Linked DNA regions of Zea mays: all the other regions are linked to region 3. Evidence: chromatin contacts called from public Hi-C data. All regions are on one chromosome and are shown on one strand. The core of a region is the stretch at or near the end of the contact, and the rest is flanking DNA. Distances in the headings are between cores, read along the strand shown. Region 1 holds the start of LOC542182 (RING/U-box superfamily protein). Region 2 holds the start of LOC103635734 (phospholipase A1-Igamma1, chloroplastic). Region 3 overlaps LOC103635738 (E3 ubiquitin-protein ligase KEG).

Region 1 (4,089 bases), core at 557-3,056, 370 kb after region 3:
AACCATACCGCCCTATCGTAAAGAAGGGCAGGGGTGAATAACCCATCTGAGAATGGAGGCCGTTTGAGGACTCTGTCCCGAAGCCGCCCAACACTTAATGTTCGGCTAAACCGAACACTGCCTTCAAAAGGTTCCTGAGATCCCATCCTTCTGTAGGAGTTCCTCAAGATAGCATCTTCAGATTCTTGCAGATTTCTTCTAGCCTGACGAGCTGCTCTAGCTTGTGCCGTGACACTATCTCTAAGCATGTCTAGAGTCGAATCAATCCCAGCAGTTGGTGCACTACCCTGCTGGGAGATGACTGTATCAGAAGAGTCATCCACATCACCCCGACCTTCACCTGGGTTAGCAGAAGTCGGGAGGCCAGATGACAGAATAGAGCAGGCTACTGATGATCCCAAGCTGACAGCTCTACTCAACCCAAAGTTGACACCAAAACGTGGCCTTGACCTCCCAGAAGGATCTGTCAATTGACTGGCTGCTGTTAAAGTGTTAGTGGCAGCAGCATTCTGTAGCACGCCATCATCTTGATCTCTTTCCCTATCTGATGAAGGTAGTGTTATCTCTTCACCGGGATGAGACTTAGGCGTTGCAAGAACATCTTCATCAGATTTTGTAGTGTGAGTGAGTGAAGGTAGGCTTGCAGTCTCCCCTCCCTTGTTACACTAGAAACATACAAATGCATCATTTAAGACTGAATCCAACAGTTTACCATAGTTTACCTAGACTGCGCTGTTCACATAGTGGAGTTTGGATATAGGTACGGGGATGGGCAGTCTAATTATAGCAGAAATGAAGACTTTGATCCAAAACTGTAACGGCAACTCAATTAAAAAACTACAGATAAATGAAGTTTAGAATTCCAACAAAGCAACATATCTAGTTCCAACAAGTTGTACTATTCATTCATAAATCATAATAGTACATTTTAGTACTCCATTTTTTTGAGGGGTAGTGCACCACAGTTCATACGCAAGGAGTTCAAAAATATTTGACATGATCGAAACTAAACAGGCAATCAAAGAGAAAGAAGATAATTTACGGAAAGAAATTTTTGTAGCACATCCAATCAAACAGAAGTTCAGAACTCAGTTTCCAAAAAAAAAATATGGTTCAGAATTCAGTTACTGCAATTTGAAACCAAATTATGGAGCCATTGAACAATCTCGAATCCCCAGAAATGCTCGCTCAGAAACCGAGGCTAGCAAACTCACAGCGACAAGATCTAACACGTATCCGCGCTCCATTTGTGAAAACACCCTTCCTTCGCCTGATTCGCCGCATTCCAACACGCACAGATTCGAAAGCACCGCGAGGGAAAGGAAACACCCTTACCTCGACGTCCACCGCCACTGCGGAAACGTCGCAATCGCAAGGCGTCGTGGAGCCACGGAAGCAGGAGGAACTCGGCAGCGGCAGCAGGCTCCTCCCCCTCCTCGCCTTCTCGCTACCATTTGGCCTCTTACCCTCGCCGCCCGCCTCCGCCGCCGTGGGCGACGTGGAGGAGGTGGTTGCCTTGCTGCTCCCAGATCCCATCACGCACCAGCCAACACCCCCCGCGCCGCGCCTACAGTTGCACGGATCGGTCCAGACCGCCCGCCATTGCTCCGCCTCCACGCCTCGCTCCCCCGGGCCAGTGCCTGGGTGCGGGTGGCCGCATGCGCGACGCCTCGGTGGGCGGGAACGGGGACCTCGGCAGCTGTAGCTTCGTTCGTCTTTCCTTCCACCGCTTCAGACGCTAGCGTAGCTTGGCTACATACACGCTAGGCGAAGAGAGAGATGGTTCGGTAAAACTACCCGATACGATGCGTCCTTGCGTTGATTGGAGTGTTGTTTGATTGAGTGGTTACTCGTCCGAATAATGGCGTGTATTGTGCACTTTCAAACTACTACTACTCTCTCTGTCTTATTAGTTGTCTTTTTAGATAATATTTTAGTCAAACTTATAAAATTTTGGCTACAAATAATTATTTTATTATGTAGTTTTAAAACACAATGTTTATATGCACCGATTTGTATTAACAAGTACTTTATAAAGTATAAATATATTAAAAATTTATTTGTATTTTAAAGAAAAAGACATTGGTCAGAGTTATATTTTGGGACCACGTCGTTGTCCTAAATGACAATTAATAGTACACCAGAGAGAGTAATAGATAGTACAACTTTGAGTGTCTTATGTCTAATTATGCGACCGTGTCCGCCGCGACAGCCCCGAGGGTATGTACAACTTTATTTACGTCACGTTTAAATGTACTAAACCTAATAGTTAAAGCAAATATAATAAGATGATGTAGATAAACTATAAGATATACATTAGGATGTTGTTTGGTTTGGTAGGATGTCACGTTATTTGATTACAATGGCAATTGATTAAGTTGTATTGCGCTTGGCCTGTTTGGTTCAGTTTTTTTCTGACCAGCTTTTCTGAGAATCTGGCTGTAGGAAGAATCTAGCTATGTAGAGAATCTGAGTATCATTAGGATTACGTGCGGAGGAAGATAAATGTGTCCATAGAACTCAGGATCTAGAAAGTGACGGATTCCTATTGTTGCAACGACTCAACCGATTATGTGTTTATGTTGATGTTGAATGGTTTGTACCCAAACGAATTTTATAGAAGCTGACTGAAAAGCTGAGCGTTTGGCAGTCCGCAGCAGCTTTTGGTGGCCAGAAGCCCCCAAAAGCTGAAACAAACAGGGCAGTTGAGTCGTTGCAATAGTAGGAATCCATCACTTTCTAGATCCTGAGTCCTATGGACACCTTTATCTTCCTCCGCACGTAATCCTAATGATACTTAGATTCTCTACACAGCCAGATTCTCGCAGCTTCTGGCCACCAAAAGCTGCTGCGGACTGCCAAACACTCAGCTTTTCAGCCAGCTTTTATAAAATTCGTTTGGGTAAAAAACATTCAAAATCAACATAAACATATAATCGGTTGAGTTGTCACAATAGTAGTAATCCGTCACTTTATAGATCCTGAGTCTCATTGATAACTTTATCTTCCTCCGCACGTAATCCTAATGATACACAGATTCTCTACAGAGCCAGATTCTCCCCACATCTAGATTTTCGAAAAAGATGGTCAGAAAAAAGCTGAACCAAACAGACCCATGTACTACCATGTAGTTGGATACGGACTTATAGAAAATGGAGTGTTATCCAATACCCCTCCCATCAAAGTGCAATAGTATAGTAGGACTTACCTGAGCTGAACCAAACAATCTAAGTAATAGCTTACTTCTTTTTCATTTGCAGCGTTATCAAATAGCGTTTACGTTACCGGTCAAATTCTACAACCAAACAATCCCTAGATTTACATTGATACAAAAGAAAGAGAAATACAGAGAGAATGGACTCCAAGAGAGATTGTGAGGGGAAGAGATGGACCAAATATTAAATGTACATCTTGTGTGATTGACTAAACTTTTTAGTTGGCTATATGTGATATGTCAACATCATAAAGCCCTGATGTGGCCTATATTATTAGACTTGCTCTTAGTTGGCTAAAAGGTTGATAGTAAAACTAGATAATTAATACACCATATGTCCCAATTTATAATTTGTTTGATTTTTTACCAAGTTTGACCATCTCATCATATTCAATTTTTTGAAAAATGGAAAATTCAAACCCATACTTAAATTATATTACATGTTAAACGATATCATTGTAAAAATTATTAATAATTATGATTTTTTAAATAAGATGAGTCGTTAAAACTTGGGGTAAAAAAGTCAAACAAATATAAATCGGAACTGAGAGAGTAAATAGTTTGCTAATTATTAGTTAACTAGGTCAGTACCCGTGCGTTGCAACGGGAACATATAATACCATGATAACTTATATACAAAATGTGTCTTATATTGTTATAAGAAAATATTTCATAATCCATTTGTGATCCTAGCCATACATAAATTTTGTTATTTTAATTTAGTTGTTTCACTACTACATTGCAACCATCAGTATCATGCAGACTTCGATATATGTCATGATTTGCATGGTCTCATTATTGGAGAGCACGTGCCACACCTGCCGGTAGAAGTTCCGTCGTACATCGTTAGTCATCAGGCACGCACCACCATACAC
Region 2 (4,047 bases), core at 401-2,900, 300 kb after region 3:
TAAGAGATTGAATTTCATTTGTTTCGCTTACCTTGGGGGTTGCTGTAGCAGATCGAAGTGAAGCCAGATCAGTCGCCCGCTGCCGGACGACCTTGTGATTCCTATCCACTTTGAAGTTTGAAGTTGGCCAAGAATTTCGTGTGTGCTTCCTTTATCAGCTGCTCCTTGTGTTCTTCGAACTCATGCTAATCTTCAGCCGGCAGAGTTTGTATAGTCAGCTCGATGATGTTGCTGGGAGAGACGTGAGAGCTATCTTTTGAACAGACCATTAAGGACCGTTCTGATAGATCTTCACTGATTTCCCCAGCGGAGTCGCCAAAAAATGTGTTGGTACCGATCCAGGCGCCAATCACTGTGATGTGTATTGGTGACGGTGCTTTATGTGAAACGTAGACGGTCCACTGCTGAGGGTCGGACGGTCCTTGACCTGGCGTAGGGGCTAGGGTTTATGCTGACGAGTCAAACGGTCCGCGCCTGATGGCTAGATGGTCCGCGCGGGCGCAGAGGCGACGGGTCCACCAACAACACCTAGATCTCGCTCTTGGGAGGGACCCCGTCGAGGAGAGATTCTAGGGTTTGTCTTAGGGTCAGCAGGCCACCTAAGACACCTCTAAACGACGTGGAGTCTAAGAGAGACGGAGATTAGAGAGGGAAAACTATGTTACTATCTACTCCTAGAGCAAAAATGTAAAGAACGGAAAGTATATTGATTGTTTGATCGATTGTTGGTGATTGCAATCGGTCGTACCCCTTAATATATATAAGGGAGAAAGTTTGGACTCGTTACTAGGCGTCTCCCAACAACAACCGTGGATTTAGAGGATAAACTCGCACAGAAAACGATTATTTGCGTCTGATTCGATTTATTCGCGGACTGTCCACGCCTATAGATGGGCCGTCCGTGGGCCACAGCATCCGGTCCTCAAGACCGGACCGTCCGGCCGTGACCAGTGCCACAAATGCTTCTCAACATGATGTGCATCATGGTTACCCGGATGTGTGTGTTTAGTTTTCTCCATAACTTGAGCTAGTCATATTGGCTCTAGCCTTGACAAGGCAACTCGTGAGGTAAGGTCAGCAACAAAACAAACACGCCCCTCGCGTGGTCAACTGATCATGACCTTATATTGATGGCAGTTCAATAAAATAGGGATTTGCTAAATCACATGCGTCTAATTTTTGCTTTATTTTCGGGAGATAGTATCTAATCTGAATCCAACAATAAAAAGTATCCTAAACTTTATATTTTTAGGACCAAACATCTCTGTTGCTGTTAAAGGGGCGTTTGGTGTCCTGACTTTAGTAAGTGTCAAAATAAATGTTTAAATATCAATTACGAGTATTAAAAATAAGTTTAGTTATGCTTAATAATTCGTCTCGCTGTTTAGCTTTTATCTATATAATTAATTTTATAAATATTTAATACTTGTAATTCCCTTTCAAAATCTAAAGTAAACTACTGCGACCAAACATACCGGTCAGCACTCAGCCGTACAATAGGAAATGTGAAATACAGTAGGTGAGCGCAAAAGCTTGAGTACAATGGCAATACTCTACCGATATCAAACCAATGTGACGTCAATTCAAGTCTAAGGAGTACTGATATATTGAATAAAATAGTACTTATTATCACTGAGGCTAGCTACCCGCTGCGTTGACGTCCAGCTCCTGCTCGTTGGTCGCTGGTGGGCACCAGCACAAAACTGGGTCTCCTCGGTTCTTCTCCTCGCATCCAGCAGACCGCAGACGACGACTACCTCAGCCGCCTTCCAATGGCGCCCCTCTCCTGCCGCGACCTTCCCGCCCGGCTACCGACTCTTCCCCACCATGCTAGCACTCACCCACACCTCTCCTTCCTATCGGGCGGCCCAGCCCCTCGCCGATGGCGATCACTCACCACCTCAAACACTCTGCGGCTTCGCTTGGCGGCCACTAAGGACGACGCGGTCGCCTCCCTCGTCGGAAGGCTCGAGCACGACGTGGCGAACGCCCAGTACCGCGACGACGTTCTGGAAGAAGAAGACGAAGAGCAGCGGGAGGAGGAAGAAGAGGAGCAGCAGTTCCTTGACGACGACAACGCTCGGCGCCGCGGCGCGGGGAAGCATCGGGACGAGCTGCGCAGTCGGTGGCGCGAGATCCACGGGTGCGACGACTGGGCGGGGCTCCTGGACCCCATGGACCCGCTGCTGCGGTCGGAGCTGATCCGGTACGGCGAGCTGGCGCAGGCCTGCTACGACGCCTTCGACTACGACCCGTCGTCCCGCTACTGCGGCAGCTGCAAGTACTCGCGGCGCGACTTGTTCGAGCGGCTGGGCATGGCGGACGCGGCGCGCGGCTACGTGGTGTCCCGGTACCTGTTCGCGACGTCCAACATCCGGTTCCCCAACTTGTTCCCGCAGTCCCGGGCGGGCGCCAGGATCTGGAGCCAGAGCGCGAGCTGGATCGGGTACGTGGCCGTGTCCACGGACGAGGAGAGCGCGCGGCTGGGGCGGCGCGACATCGCCATCGCGTGGCGCGGCACGGTGACGCGGCTGGAATGGGTGTCGGACCTCATGGACTTCCTCCGGCCCGTGGCGGAGGAGGGCATCCCGTGCCCGGACCGGGAGGTGAAGGTGCTGGCCGGGTTCGTGGACCTGTACACGGACCGGGACCCCAGCTGCCGGTTCTGCAAGTACTCGGCGCGCGAGCAGGTCCTGACGGAGGTCCGCCGGCTGGTGGGCCGCTACACGGCGGCGGGGGAGGACGTGAGCGTGACGGTGACCGGGCACAGCCTCGGCAGCGCGCTGGCCATGCTGAGCGCCTACGACATCGCGGAGACCGGCGCGAACATGGAGGCCGCGCCCGTGTGCGTGTTCTCGTTCGGGGGCCCGCGGGTGGGCAACACGGCGTTCAAGCGGCGCTTCGAGGAGGAGCTCGGGGTGAGGGCGCTGCGGGTGGTGAACGTGCACGACAACGTGACGCGGATGCCGGGGATCCTGCTGAACGAGGGGGCGCCCGAGGTGGTGCGGCGCGTGGCGGAAGGCCTGCTGCGTGTGCCCTGGTGCTACGCCCACGTCGGCGTGGAGCTGCCGCTCGACCACAAGCGCTCGCCGTTCCTCAAGGACACGCTGGACCCCGCGTGCTACCACGACCTGGAGGCGCACCTCCACCTCATCGACGGGTAAGCAGCCACCTAACCTTAACAGTAACAGACAGCGTCGCCGTCGTCGCTTCATTGCTTGACATCTTGAGACAAGCTATCACCAGGCAGAGCGGTTGCGGCTGCGGCTGTGTCGTGCGATTAGACGGCGATATTAACTAGCGCGTCATCAGCCAGGCATGCATGCAAGGACCTAGCAATTGGGCTGACTCTGGCCTCCATTTTTTATGAGAGAGAGAGAGAGAGTGACTTGACTGTGTTTTTTTTAAACAAACGTGCGCCTTGTGCTGTGCATTATTTTTTTTCAAATATAAAAAATTGATTAGGTTTGGTTGGAGACAAATTAAATGTGTGCAAATTGTGCATGCAACGTTGCAGCCATTATATTGGTGTCGTGTCGTGTACGAATAGATTATATAGATAGATAGACTAGTTGAGACGAACATCGAATCGAATCATGGGGAAGGAGGAGCCTAGTGGCCTACATGGCATGGGCTCAAGTGCTCAACTAACAGAGTAGTAACAGATATGACAGCCTAGTCACCAGATTGCACGGAAAGGATGATGATGAACGAGGGGATCTGATCCAGTCGTACACCACCTCCAAACCGATCGGTGCAAGATGCTCAACGCACAGTTGTTTAAAGAGATTCCAGGCTTGTGAGGTTTGGAGGTAGATGACGATTTTTTTAGTGTTGATGACGAATATATGTATCAAATGCACATTTGAAGGCCCTACCGTCCACGTGGTGATCGATCTCTTTCTCCCCATCCCCTCCTCTCAGCCATAGCCATAGGTTTGATTGGTTCGGGCTTTTTCTAAGAAGCTTTTCTGAAAATCTTGTCATGAAGAGAATCTGGATATCGAGTGAATCTATCTAAGGACTTGTTTAACAGAGCTTCGTTCC
Region 3 (4,529 bases), core at 393-2,892:
CAAGGATTGACATGGATGGGACTTTAAATATCAAGGTTTCTGGCCGAAAAAGCTTATGGAAGGTTGCTCCTGGTGACGCTGAGAGGCTTTCAGCTTTTGAGGTTGGAGATTGGGTCCGCCCAAAACCAAGTATTGGGAGCAGACCTACTTATGACTGGAATAGTGTTGGGAGAATAAACATTGCAGTAGTCCATAGCATTCAGGACTCTGGTTACTTGGAGTTAGCTGGCTGTTTCAGGCATGGGAAGTGGCTAACCCATAACACAGACATTGAGAAAGTGCAGACAGTAAAAATTGGTCAGCATGTTCGGTTCCGTGCTGGAATTTCAGAGCCTAGATGGGGATGGAGAGATGCGAACCCTGATTCTAGAGGCATCATCGCTGGTGTACATGCTGATGGAGAAGTAAGGGTCGCCTTCTTTGGTGTGCCGGGATTGTGGAGAGGCGATCCTGCAGATCTTGAAATTGAGAATATCTTCGAGGTTGGAGAGTGGGTTAGGCTGAGGAACGATGTGGAGCAGTGGAGATCACTCAAGCCTGGTAGCATTGGTGTGGTGCATGGGGTGGGATATCAAGGTGATGCTTGGGATGGAACCATTCATGTCGCTTTTTGTGGTGAGCAGGAAAGGTGGATTGGGCCTTCTAGCCAGCTTGAAGGAGTTAGCAAGTTTGTTGTTGGGCAGCGTGTTCGAATCAGAGGCTGTATCCGCCAGCCAAGATTTGGTTGGTCCAATCATAGTCATTCAAGCATAGGGACAATCTCATCTATTGACGCAGATGGGAAACTGAGGATTCATACACCAGCTGGTGCCAGGGCTTGGTTGACAGACCCAGCAGAGGTGGAAAAAGTGGAGGACGAGGAGGAAGTCTGTATTGGGGACTGGGTGAAGGTTAAGGACTCAGTTGGAACCCCAGTGTATCAATGGGGTGATGTGAACCACAGCAGTATAGGGGTGGTCCACCGGGCTGATGATGGAGAGCTCTGGATTGCTTTCTGCTTCTGTGAGAGGCTGTGGTTATGCAAAGCATGGGAGGTGGAAAAGGTGAGGCCCTTCAGACAAGGTGACAAAGTACGGATACGATCTGGTCTTGTATCCCCCAGATGGGGCTGGGGGATGGAGACCTACGCGAGCAAAGGCGAGGTTGTGGGTGTGGATGCAAACGGAAAGCTGAGGATAAAGTTTCGGTGGAGGGATAGACTTTGGATTGGGGACCCGGCTGATGTCGTTCTTGATGATGCCCATTTATTGACGGAGGCTTCTAATGGCTTTTGACCTTTTTGTTCATAGGCTTGTGGTATTCTTTTGACCCCATATCTCATTTCTTGCACCCATCCATTTTGCAGCATTTCAAATTTAGCAAAATCTCAACCTGCAGTGGAGTTGCAAGTTGCACATAGTTATCATCGCATAGGCATGCATGGCAGGGTGTATTTCTTGTTGATAACCGGGGAATGAGAAGACAGCGATAGTGAAATACTCCTAGAGTTGATAACCACCACCTAGGTTTTTTTCCCTTTGGTCTACATGTATAATTATGCCGCCTGATACCTTTTGGGTTTCAGTGTACCATATATACCAGTGTACAGGTTCGGACCTGAACATTAATTTGATTGATAGTGGTCTACTGGTCTTGTATGTGCTGACTCGTTGTGCACCGAGTGGCTGGCAATGCCGCGTGTACCAGGAGTTACTGCAAGCTGCTCAGTGGCATACGAGTATGATGACGTATATGGTACAAACTGCACTGCTGTGTATGCGTGGCACCAGTGTTGGTGTGGTAATGGATCGTGATCTAAATAATTTCACAAAATGGTTGGGCTCTAAATAAAGTTTAGTTTAAAAATGAATAGAAATAGAGTCTGATCCTTTAATCTTATAGTATAAAATTTAGAGCTCACTGGTACCCTAATGGCACCTCCACAACTGTTACCTCTAATGCCACCTCCACAAAATAAATGAGGAATCTCCACAAAATGAGGAATTAATGGCCTGTCTATTTCACCTTAAAGATTATATAATCTTGATTATAATCTGAATTATATAATCTAGATTATAATTTATCGTATGCAACTGTTTGGTAGTGTAGATTATACAAGTATATAAGGGTGGTATGGATCGTGATCTAAATATTTCTTTACAATTTGTTGTATATAAGGGTGGTATGGATCGTGATCTAAATATTTCTTTACAATTTGTTAGGTCTCTATATTTATTTTATTTTAAAAATAAATATAAATAAAGCCTTATCTTAATTCGATTTGATCCATGCTTATCATTCCTACGAGTACATATTATTGTTCTATAAGAAAGTACGCTACAAAGAAAATGGTATTATTCTAGCAAATAATGCATTGGCAATTTGATCATGAATGTTATTCATCCACGAGAAGCTACAACAGAGGCATGCACATGTATGTTTCTTGTGAACATTTTATCGAGCAGCTAGAGCACACCCGAACTATGGTAGGCAGCATCTACGCCGTGGACTACTGTGGCGATGCCGGCATTCGGTAGTTCGCGCCATGCGCCACAGTTGATGACGCCCCATGACACAGTTGACGAGCCCGTGCCGCCGTTCTCTAGTTCACGACCGTGGCTGATGGTGCGTGTCGCAAGCATGGGGTCGAGGTCGCGCCCTGCACCGGCGGTGTTATTGGCAAGGTCACGTCCGCCGCTCATGCACGCCATGGATAGAGGTGCGACCTCCTCTGCCCGCGACATGAAGCTCTGCAGCCGCGCTGCCACCGTGGATCAGCCGTCGTCGTGAACGGGTTGTTCATGGACATGCTGCAGGCGGGTTGGATTGGAGAAGCGATGCGATGGCTGGATGGAATGTGCTGGGGTTTCGGGTTTAGCATGTTCGTGAAGAAAAGTGAATGACAGACGTTGTAATTTCTAGTAACATAACCATAGGCAGTGGATCTTTTACCAAAAATAATCTCCAATAAACTCATCTTAAATAAATTATGGGATTATCATAATCTGACCTTGAAATTATATAATCTATCCACATAATATGGTTGTTTGTTTGCCACTTGAATTATTTGCACTAGATTATATAATTTACCTAGATTCCGAGCCCACACCAAATCCGGAATATGACGCTTGGATTGGCAAGGACAATAACCTCTCTCAATTCTGTTGCCGTCTCTTTCGTGACTTATCCTGTCGCAAGTCTCATTTGCAGAGATAGTCATTTTGTTTGTGTGGTATACTGGTGCCAGGATCGAATACATGTTTGCCTCTCAATCCTTAGCTTATATCATCAGCACACGCATGGCGCTTGCCACGTCAACCAAGGGGTGTCCTCAATCATATCATCGAGTACTTCACCGCAGCGGTGGATCTAGCTGCCACGATTAGGATGTGCCAGAAAAAATATAAAAAAGAAAAAAAAACAGGGATCAACAAGACTTAAACCTTAATTGTCAAATTAAAAACATAGTACTTATACCACCGGGATAACTACTTATATGTGATTTTATTGGATGTCGTGGCCCATATAAGCCAACTTTTTTGCATTTTAGCTCTTTTGAGGTTTTTTGCACAATTATGCCTTTTGTAGTTTCATTTCAAAAAATGGACCCTAACCTCGGCGCCGTCATCATTGACGCCGAGGTAACACATAGTGGCGCCGACATAATTGGCGCCGACTTTTCCTACGTGGCAGCCGATGTGGCAAGTCCCAGGGGGTCGGCGCCATAGATCTTGGCGCCGACCCCCTGGATAGCACCGGACCCACCGTCAAGGGGGGTTGGCGCCAAGATCTATGGCGCTGACCCCCTGGGACTTGCCACATCGGCTGCCACGTAGGAAAAATTGGCGCCAATGGTACTGGCGTCGCTGTGTGTTACCTCGGCGCCAATGATGATGGCGCCAAGGTTGGGGTCCATTTTTTAAAATGAAACTGCAAAGGACATAATTGTGCAAAAAAAAAACCCAAAAAGGGCTAAAATCCAAAAAAGTTGGCCATATAGACCACTCGTTGGGTCCACTCCTGCTTCACCGGAATGAAGCACCTCGTAGATGAAATGACATAAGTAGGAAAGAAATTTGAAGAGTAGGAGCTGGTGTTCTACATTTTCACCAGCCTTGACCTCAATTTCAATCTAGTGGCGTCTATCGACTGTCATAGTCGCTCGGTTAATCCTACTTCAGTCGGTGAGTTGTACACTCAGTTTTAGGGATGGAAACAGTCAAAAATGATATTGTCTATACAAAAATGGTTGTCGGTTGATCGAAAATTTACCCAGTTTTATAATTAATCTACTCATTAATGACTACAATATGTTGTTGATAGAAATTTTAAATTTTAAAATTTAAAATACGATAACTTTTAGAAACGGTATTGTATTTACGGAAACTATACGGTTACGAGGGCCTGGTTATGGAGGTTTTGATTTTTATTTTCATCCCTACCTAGCTTGTTAGTTTTGAACGAAGAATGGAGAGTTTCACAGTGGCAGGCATCAGTCGTCCACAAACATGATTACCATGGGAGGTCGAGCCAGCAACAAGGATAGGATC

Evidence for each region. A called contact is a pair of places that touch in the nucleus more often than the background predicts.
Region 1: a contact with region 3 is called in a Hi-C map of ear, with 4 times the contacts expected there. The contact joins the promoter of LOC542182 here to the enhancer-like site in region 3. A contact is called at or near these places in 3 of 25 Hi-C or Micro-C datasets (bundle sheath, ear and tassel).
Region 2: a Hi-C map of ear shows a contact between it and region 3, with 2.2 times the contacts expected there. The contact joins the promoter of LOC103635734 here to the enhancer-like site in region 3. A contact is called at or near these places in 2 of 25 Hi-C or Micro-C datasets (ear and tassel).

The regions. Positions count from the first base shown.
Region 1 is chr8:116,244,944-116,249,032 of Zm-B73-REFERENCE-NAM-5.0, reverse strand. LOC542182 (RING/U-box superfamily protein) reads right to left here and starts at 1,806. Exons shown (of 6, transcript NM_001305873.1): 1 at 1,336-1,806; 2 at 1-665. The coding sequence starts at 1,536.
Region 2 is chr8:116,306,807-116,310,853 of Zm-B73-REFERENCE-NAM-5.0, reverse strand. LOC103635734 (phospholipase A1-Igamma1, chloroplastic) reads left to right here and starts at 1,650. Exons shown (of 2, transcript XM_008658116.2): 1 at 1,650-3,160. The coding sequence starts at 1,773.
Region 3 is chr8:116,610,609-116,615,137 of Zm-B73-REFERENCE-NAM-5.0, reverse strand. It overlaps LOC103635738 (E3 ubiquitin-protein ligase KEG), which reads left to right. Exons shown (of 15, transcript XM_008658118.3): 15 at 1-1,643. The coding sequence ends at 1,274. Among protein-coding and RNA genes, the nearest start is that of LOC103635738, 24 kb to the left of the region's middle. Within about 2 kb of position 1,642, at least 18 of the 20 cell types and tissues checked have an H3K27ac peak or open chromatin away from gene starts, as enhancers often do. A contact at or near this core is called in bundle sheath, ear and tassel, where this site is marked.